Linked DNA regions of Mus musculus: region 1 is linked to region 2. The links are chromatin contacts, called in public promoter capture Hi-C maps. All regions are on one chromosome and are shown on one strand. The core of a region is the stretch at or near the end of the contact, and the rest is flanking DNA. Distances in the headings are between cores, read along the strand shown. Region 1 has its middle 120 kb from the start of Gm24212. Region 2 holds the start of Nkd1 (naked cuticle 1).

Evidence for each region. Promoter capture Hi-C pulls out the DNA fragments that hold promoters and counts their contacts.
Region 1: a contact with region 2 is called in a promoter capture Hi-C map of hippocampal neurons, with 3 times the contacts expected there. The contact joins the enhancer-like site here to the promoter of Nkd1 in region 2. A contact is called at or near these places in 5 of 39 promoter capture datasets (cranial neural crest, embryonic stem cells, hippocampal neurons and 1 more), 1 of 484 Hi-C or Micro-C datasets (stem cell-derived neural stem cells) and 2 of 115 datasets of contacts at active chromatin or transcription factors (embryonic stem cells and microglia).

The regions. Positions count from the first base shown.
Region 1 is chr8:89,786,223-89,789,621 of GRCm38.p6, forward strand. No RefSeq gene overlaps it. Among named protein-coding and RNA genes, the nearest start is that of Gm24212, 120 kb to the left of the region's middle. Within about 2 kb of position 1,424, at least 19 of the 459 cell types and tissues checked have an H3K27ac peak or open chromatin away from gene starts, as enhancers often do. A contact at or near this core is called in hippocampal neurons, where this site is marked.
Region 2 is chr8:88,519,494-88,523,241 of GRCm38.p6, forward strand. Nkd1 (naked cuticle 1) reads left to right here and starts at 1,851. Exons shown (of 10, transcript NM_027280.3): 1 at 1,851-2,038; 2 at 2,154-2,186; 3 at 2,794-2,927. The coding sequence starts at 2,014. It overlaps Gm35162 (predicted gene, 35162), which reads right to left and starts at 1,628. Exons shown (of 2, transcript NR_168470.1): 1 at 1,477-1,628; 2 at 78-305. It overlaps Gm35076 (a long non-coding RNA gene), which reads left to right. Exons shown (of 5, transcript XR_879058.3): 5 at 1-52.

The DNA.
Region 1 (3,399 bases), core at 174-2,673, 1.3 Mb after region 2:
TGCTTCGTTTTATCTGTGTTCTTGGTGGGTTCAGGGTGCCACGGCTCATGAGTGGAGGTGAGAGGACAATGTTTGTGAGTCAGTTCTCTTCTCCCACTAGCATAGGTCCTGGCACTCAACCTCAGGTTGAAAAGCTTGGCAGCAAGACCCTCTACCCACTGAGCCATCTTGTCAGCCCCTGTCCCAGTACAGTGTTAAGAACTAAAAATTATGAATATGATTATTGTTACTGTTGCTATAGCAAGCACTCTGGGATACACTTTTATAATAATTTGCAATGCCATCAGCAAGGAGCCAATAACTGAGATCCCATCACGGACTTTATGGAGTCATTATTGTTTACAGGTTAACTAGACCAGACCTAAATGGCTCGCTCCAGTCTGAACGGTCATTGTCTGGATTCTTATACTCTCCACACTTTGCTGTGTACAGTGGAGAAAGCTCATGCATGCTACTTCAAAGTCATGGCCAGAAAGTGATGAAAACAGTTGGTAGGGGTTACACCCAGGGCCATATGTAGATATAGGTGCAGAACAGACTTCAGCGAATAATTGATAACCTTTGCCACAACTGCACCAAACCAAGAGTGGTGCCAAGTTCCAACAGGTAAAACAGTCTCTTATGGGGCTGCACTGAGTGAAGCTGGGGGTAGGGGACTGCTGAACCCCAAGATAAATGTGACATCATTAATTAAAATATTTTTTCTATTTCTTGGAGGAAAAAAAATGCTTTCATAGTGCACTGATACAAATCTGAATGCCTGTCTTGGTTTTGACCAACAAGCGTAGGCAGAAACAGTGGGTGACATTGCCAAGCAAGAGCTTTGAAAGCTATGGTCCACCAGTATTTCCTTTTCTTGCCAAAGGACCCAGCATGTTCCAGACAAGAGCCTCTTGTTCGGCAGATTCCAAAATGAAGAAGCTGTAGAGCAAAAACAAAGCCGTTCCAGGACAGCTATGTCATATGAGCAGGAAAAAAAAAACATTTTTGCTGTTCAGTAAGCCGGAAAGAACTTGGCTCACTTGTTAGAGCACAGCTCAGCCTGAACTGACCAGTCTGTCTGTCTGTCTGTCTGTCTCAAGTGCCCTCTCACCTCACTAGGTGAGGGCTTCCACCCCTCCTTAAAACTCACAGAGTGTGACAAACCCTGAATTTGGAAACCGAATCAGTGATGAGATACTTTCAAGTCCTGGTGCTCTGCACTTCTTGTTGACCTTTGACTCGACAAGCCTTACATCCTGCTGAGTACAAATTTGTGTTAGTGGTGGGTGTGTACGCGCTTTCTTTCAGTTCCAGGGACTTAGCCAGCTTCACCACCAAGCCTCCTGAAAATTCTTCTCATAATCTTCTGTGAGTGGAATATTCTAATCAAGTGCTCTTCCGCAAGCCGCTCCTCCTCCCTCGCCCCTAATGATTTCCTTTCCCCTCCCGATCATCTGGACGCCATATTTGAAGGCAGCGCGCATGCTCCTTTCTCTTGGCAAGCTTCAGACTTGAATCTCAATGAACACACCTACGCTTAGGATGCTAAGCCCTTCCGTGTTGCTTGCCTTGGGCTTAGTGGCTTTGCTTCCCCCACCCCCCAGCTGCCAGACGTTGCCTGGCTCACAGTAAGTGTTCAAAACATGCTCATTAAGGAAATGAACAAATGTAATGTTTGCCAATTAATCACAGAAGGAACACAAGCAGGCTCTCCTGTCAGGTGTATCTTAAAATGTAAGCCTCCTGTGGATTGACGACTAGAGTCTGGGAAAGATGACTTTTTTTTTCTTCTTCCTAAAAAAGATTATCTTTCTTGCTATCCTGAGCCTTCAGAAACTTCATTTTTGATCAGTAGTATAACGATACACAATGTGATAAAGTTGCTATGTTGTGTTTCCTCGTGGTTAACCTTGACCTTCCAATCATCCTTGGTAGATGTGTTTAAGGTTTTTTTTTTTTTTTTCTTCCTAGGAAGAGAAAGTATGCTGAGCCATTGACAATGGCTGTTAAGTTGCTGTTAAGTCTGAGGGTTTGTTCCCTCCCTACAGGCAAATGCAATCACACACATGCATTTGCTGCTTTTTAAAAATCTGTTTAGATCCTCAGTGCCTACAATCTCTGCTTTATTATTAATAAAACACCGCTAGGAACTTTCTTCTAGAAGCGCATATGCCATTATGCTAAGGAGCTTTAGATCAGCACTAGCCAGAGGAGGTCAACGCTCCCGTTCTCCCGTTTCCAAGGAAGGAGACAACTCATGACTTACAGATGATGCTTCGGGCTGGCTCCATGCCATTTTCCATGCCCTCCATGGCGAGTACCACAGCAAACGGTCTGTGAGAAGCAGGTCAGCTTCCCCTGTGAACCTGGAGCAGAACGGTTCTCTTCTCACTAAGGAATCTCTTCTCTCTACCTGGGGACTGGAAAGACAGTACCGCTGTCAGAAAAGCAGTTTCTCTGGAAGAGACATGCTGCCTCCTAGAAGTTAGCAGTACATAGAGCTGACACCTTTCTTCTCACTCACAACAGCTGGCTTCTGACAAATGGCCTCGGGCTGGAGGTGGGATGGGGAGGGATGGGACCAGCTTACAGAGAAACAGTTGTCTCTCACGTTTTCTGGATCAGGGTCACACTGTGTGGAGCTTGGGTCTCAAGCGTCCCTCCTTTGAAGGTGAGAGGTTGGACATGTGCTCTCTGAGCTGTGACCATGGGCCTTTCAAAGCTTGCTCTAGAAACTGCTTCAGTTCCACCCTGAAGCCCCCACTCCAGGATTCAGGCCTTTAGAAATCGGGTGCTCAGTGTGGGATGCGTGTCAGGGCTGCCTTGCCTACTGGAGGCCTGCCCTCAACATCTGTGGAAGGTTGGCATCTGCCAGCTGCTGACAGATAAATGTATCAGTGGGAGAAAACATGACTTAAATTCTGAATCTGCCATTTATTAAATGTGATAACTTCATGCAGAGCTCAGTCCACAGTAGTTAGCTATTTGATGAAACACAAATGTAAGTACTCCTGTGAAGACACTTTTGTAGTTGTGGCAATGGGTTGTCATTTAATTTTACTCAATGGAGGTTCCCCTTCATAAGCTAAGAGGGTCTCTGATCTGATCAGTCAAAGACCTAAGAGGAAAGCACATTCCATCAGAAAAGAAGAAAATATGCTCAAAGATGGCAGGTTTAACTTCTGTCTGTCATCTTGCCCTATAAATTTCCAAATTATCAGTTCTTGTAAATCTCAATGACCAATCTTGACAGTAATCCACTTAATATTGTGTGTGTTCATACAAACAAAGATATAATTCTGCAGAACTACCGTCTTAGCCACTGTTCTACTGCTATGGAGAAACACCATGAGCAAGGCAACTTATAAAAGAAAACATTTAATTAATTAGAGGTTGCTTACAGCTTCAGAAGGCAAG
Region 2 (3,748 bases), core at 601-3,100:
AACAAAGAAACAGTATTATTTTGCTGTTTTGTGAGGTCCCAGCCATACTTGGATAAAGGCATGCCACATGAGATTTAGGGGTGTGCTTAGATTAGCTTTTATTTCCTCCAGACAGGGTATATAAGCAAGAAGAGGGATGAAGAATTTCAGAGGGTCACACAGCTCCGGGTTCCCTTGTCCTCTGAGACAAGGAGGTGCTCAGAGTCGTACTTCACAGCACAGCAGCCACCAGCCACATGCCAAGGTCTCTTGCAGTGTGGCTCTTCTGTTTGAGATGTGTTTCAAGTGTAATATGCACACCAGACCTTAAAGACAGTGGAAAACAAAGAACGTGACATCTTACTAAGTATTGATGTGATTTTTGCTATCTTGAGTCAAACCAACTTTGCCCTTTACTTTTAATGTGAAACTTACTTTTTTTTTTTTTTTTTTTGGTGGAGGTGTGTGTGTAGGGGATAATTTTGTAGCAGGTTGGCCATTCCTTTCACCATGTGGTCTCTGGGGATGGAACTCAGATCCTCAGGCTTGGTGGCAAGCAACTTTAGCAGCTGAGCCATCTGGATGACACACCTGTTTAACTTTTTAAAAATTGTAGCGCCTAGGGCTCAGGACATAGCTCAATCACAGTGTTTGCTTGCCTAGCACCGGCTTGTCAAAGCAGTGCTCTGGGATTGACTCCCAGATCCCTTCCCACAAAGTGCTTACTTGTAAGTCTAAAAACGACCAACCACTGTAGGTCACCTGTTTATATTGAGTATCGCAGCACAGGGGAGCAGGTTTTAAAAAAATGAGGAGAACTAAGTCTCCATTGTACAGATCATAAAACTGAGGCTGAAGCAGTGAGTCTAGCTCTAAGAGCAGAACTGGTTCTTTCCCATGCCCAGGCTCAGATACCAGGATAAGCTTAGCGCGGGGACAGCAGAGAACGTCCTTCTAAGGACCACAAAGGTATATAGTGGAAGCCTTTAAGTCGCCTTCCCCTTTGCAGAGACCTCCCCAGACAAAACAAACAGGCCCTTGGGGTCTGCAGAACTGCAGGGGGGAAGGGGGAAACGGAAACTAAGAAAGATCAAAGATCCGGCGGTTCACCGCTCCTGGCCTCATAGCTTGGCAGCTCGCCCCGATCCCAGTTGGGCACTCAGGAGCCCATGGGCGAAGAAGAGTTGCGAGTGACAAGGGGACAGCTCGGGGTTCCTGTACACTTGTTGTTAACAGGAGTGGGCCTGAACTCCCTCTAGCCAGCAAGGTGTCCAGTTGATTTCTACTGGACTCCCAAATGGGAAAAAAAAAAAAAAAAGAAAAACCCAAAAAACAAAATCAAACAAACCCAAAACCCAGAGTAGTCAAAGAAAAGGGCAGGCAGCTGAAAACAGGGATTGAGCACTGTAAGTCTGGGAAGGGACAGCACCATGGGAGAGCAGTAGACACGTATGCTAGGGCATCTGAGGTCGCCAGTTATAACCTCAGTTTCCCCACCTGTGAACTCGAGCCATCCAGTCCCACTCTGGCAGCTTCGAGGAAATGCAGAGAAGAGGGAAGTCTCAGTGTCACCAGCGAGGGCAGCGCTGTTCCACCACCCAGCGGCCAAAGCCTCCGCCCGGTCCCGACTCAGGCCCCGAGGTTCGCACGGGGGGCTTGGGGCCCAGCACACCCAAAGCCCCTCCCCATCGAGGCTCCACCCCTCCCCGCCCACAGGCCACGCCCTCTGTGGTCCCGCCCATCGGCCAGCCCCTACCCGCAGGCCCCGCCTCTACCCGCCCCGCCGCGTCCGCCTCGCCTTTGATGGGCCGCTGCCGGCCAATGGGCGCTCAGGGAGGCGCGGGGCCGCGGCGGCGGGCAGGGGGCTCGGCGCGCCCGGGCGTCAGTCCGGCCGCGGCGACGGCGGCAGGAGCGCGTCCCGGCGCCGCCTAAGGCTGCGCTCGGCGCGCGGACTGTGAGGAGGAGGCGAGCGAGGCTGGCGCGGGGTCGGCGGCCGGACGCATGGCTTAGGACGCTCCGCCGCCGCGCCCCAGCATGGGGAAACTTCACTCGAAGCCGGGTCAGTGTCCTCGCCTGCGCGCCGGCCGCGGCCCCGCGTCCTCTCGCCGGTGCTAACTCTCCCTCTCCTTTCTTTCCGGCTCCCGCCGCCGCCGCCGCGCGCGATGTGCCCGCAGCCGCCGTGTGCAAGCGCAGGGAGAGCCCGGAAGGTAGGCGTGCGGGCCACCAGCCCGGGGGGCGCGAGGGAGGCGGCGCGGACCGCCCTGCCGCTGGATCTCATTACCAGGGTTGCCTCAGCCCCCAGCCCCGCCCCGGGAGCGCTCTTTGGGGCCCCTCTGTCCCTCCTACCCGTTCCCCACAGCCCGGTGCTCCCACTGCTGACCCTAACCCCCTCCACTTTGGCGGCGGCGTCTTCCCTTCAGCTCCCCAAGATCTTGCGCCTTCCTCTAGTCGCCAGCCCCTACTCCGGAGAACTTGGTCTCTGGTCTCACTGCACCCTCTCTGCTGACCCTCATCTCTCTCCTTCGCAATCCCTGCCTCCCGCGCTCCTTCCTCTCTGATCCCCGAACTCCTTCAGTCAGGGTATATTGCCTCCTCCCTTTCACCCTCTGAATCCTCCTAGCACTTAGGATCTCGCCGAGCCCCCTTCCTTGGCTATTTCGCTCTTTTGGATTCTGCTCCGTCTGGTGCTTGACCCTCTTGCCAAGTCTTTACTCTCCGGGCTGTGCCGCCTTGTCTCCTTCCCTTCACTCTCTGGTAACTTTTTGCCAGCCGGGGGGGCCCAGACTCAATGTCTTCGTGTTCTTCCCGCCTCAGGTGACAGCTTTGCTGTAAGCGCTGCTTGGGCAAGGAAAGGCATCGAGGAGTGGATCGGGAGGCAGCGCTGTCCAGGCAGCGTCTCAGGACCCCGTCAGCTGAGATTGGCAGGCACTGTTGGTCGAGGCACTCGGGTATGGCCCCCCACTCCGTTCCATCCTTTCACCCCTTTTAGCCTTGGGGAGAGTCTGAGGATCTCCCCCTACTCCAACTTTTAGCATCCCGCTTGCACATTGTTCTAAGTCCAAAAATCCCTTCTCAGCCACTGTGTGCCCCACTAGCCCTACTTGTGCCCTATGCTTTGGAGGACCCTTGTCGATCAAGTGGGCACCAGTCTCCTGCCCAGCTGGGCACAGAGGGTTGCTTGGGGAGGAAGTGCCAGGGAGGCGATGATACAGGTCCAGTGGGGTGGGGAAACTATGCTGTGTTTCTGTGTGTGTGTCGGGGGCTGGGGGGGCTCCTCTACTTTGCTTTTGTGGCCAGCTTTTCCACAGGGAGGGGTTAAGACTAAAGGCAGACAGGAGTGTCTGGGTAGAGGGCAGGGCTCTGCTGGCCCAGGATCTGTGGCTACCTCCAACTGTGTCTGTGGCATTCATCAGTGCCATCTGCCATCTGAGTGTAGAGTTTGGAGGCACTGAGACCTGGCTGCCCCCTTAGTGTGGCCCTGAGAGGGAGGGGGCTTCTCTGTAGTGTGGTCTGGGTGCACCCTCTTTCTTCACCCAGGGGGTTCTTGAGGCTAGAGGTGTTCTGTGGGAGCAAGTGGGTTGGGGGAGTGAGTGACTCCAGCCCCTGCGCCTGGCCTGGGACTGGTGTTCACAGATGTCCTGTGAGCTCCAGAACTCCGCACGAGGCTTTCAGATGGTCTGCGTGGAACTCTTGCAAGCTGAGGATCAAAGGATGAATCAACTTTTTGATGTGACATTTAATTTTTTTTTTTTTTTAACTTAGAGGGGGA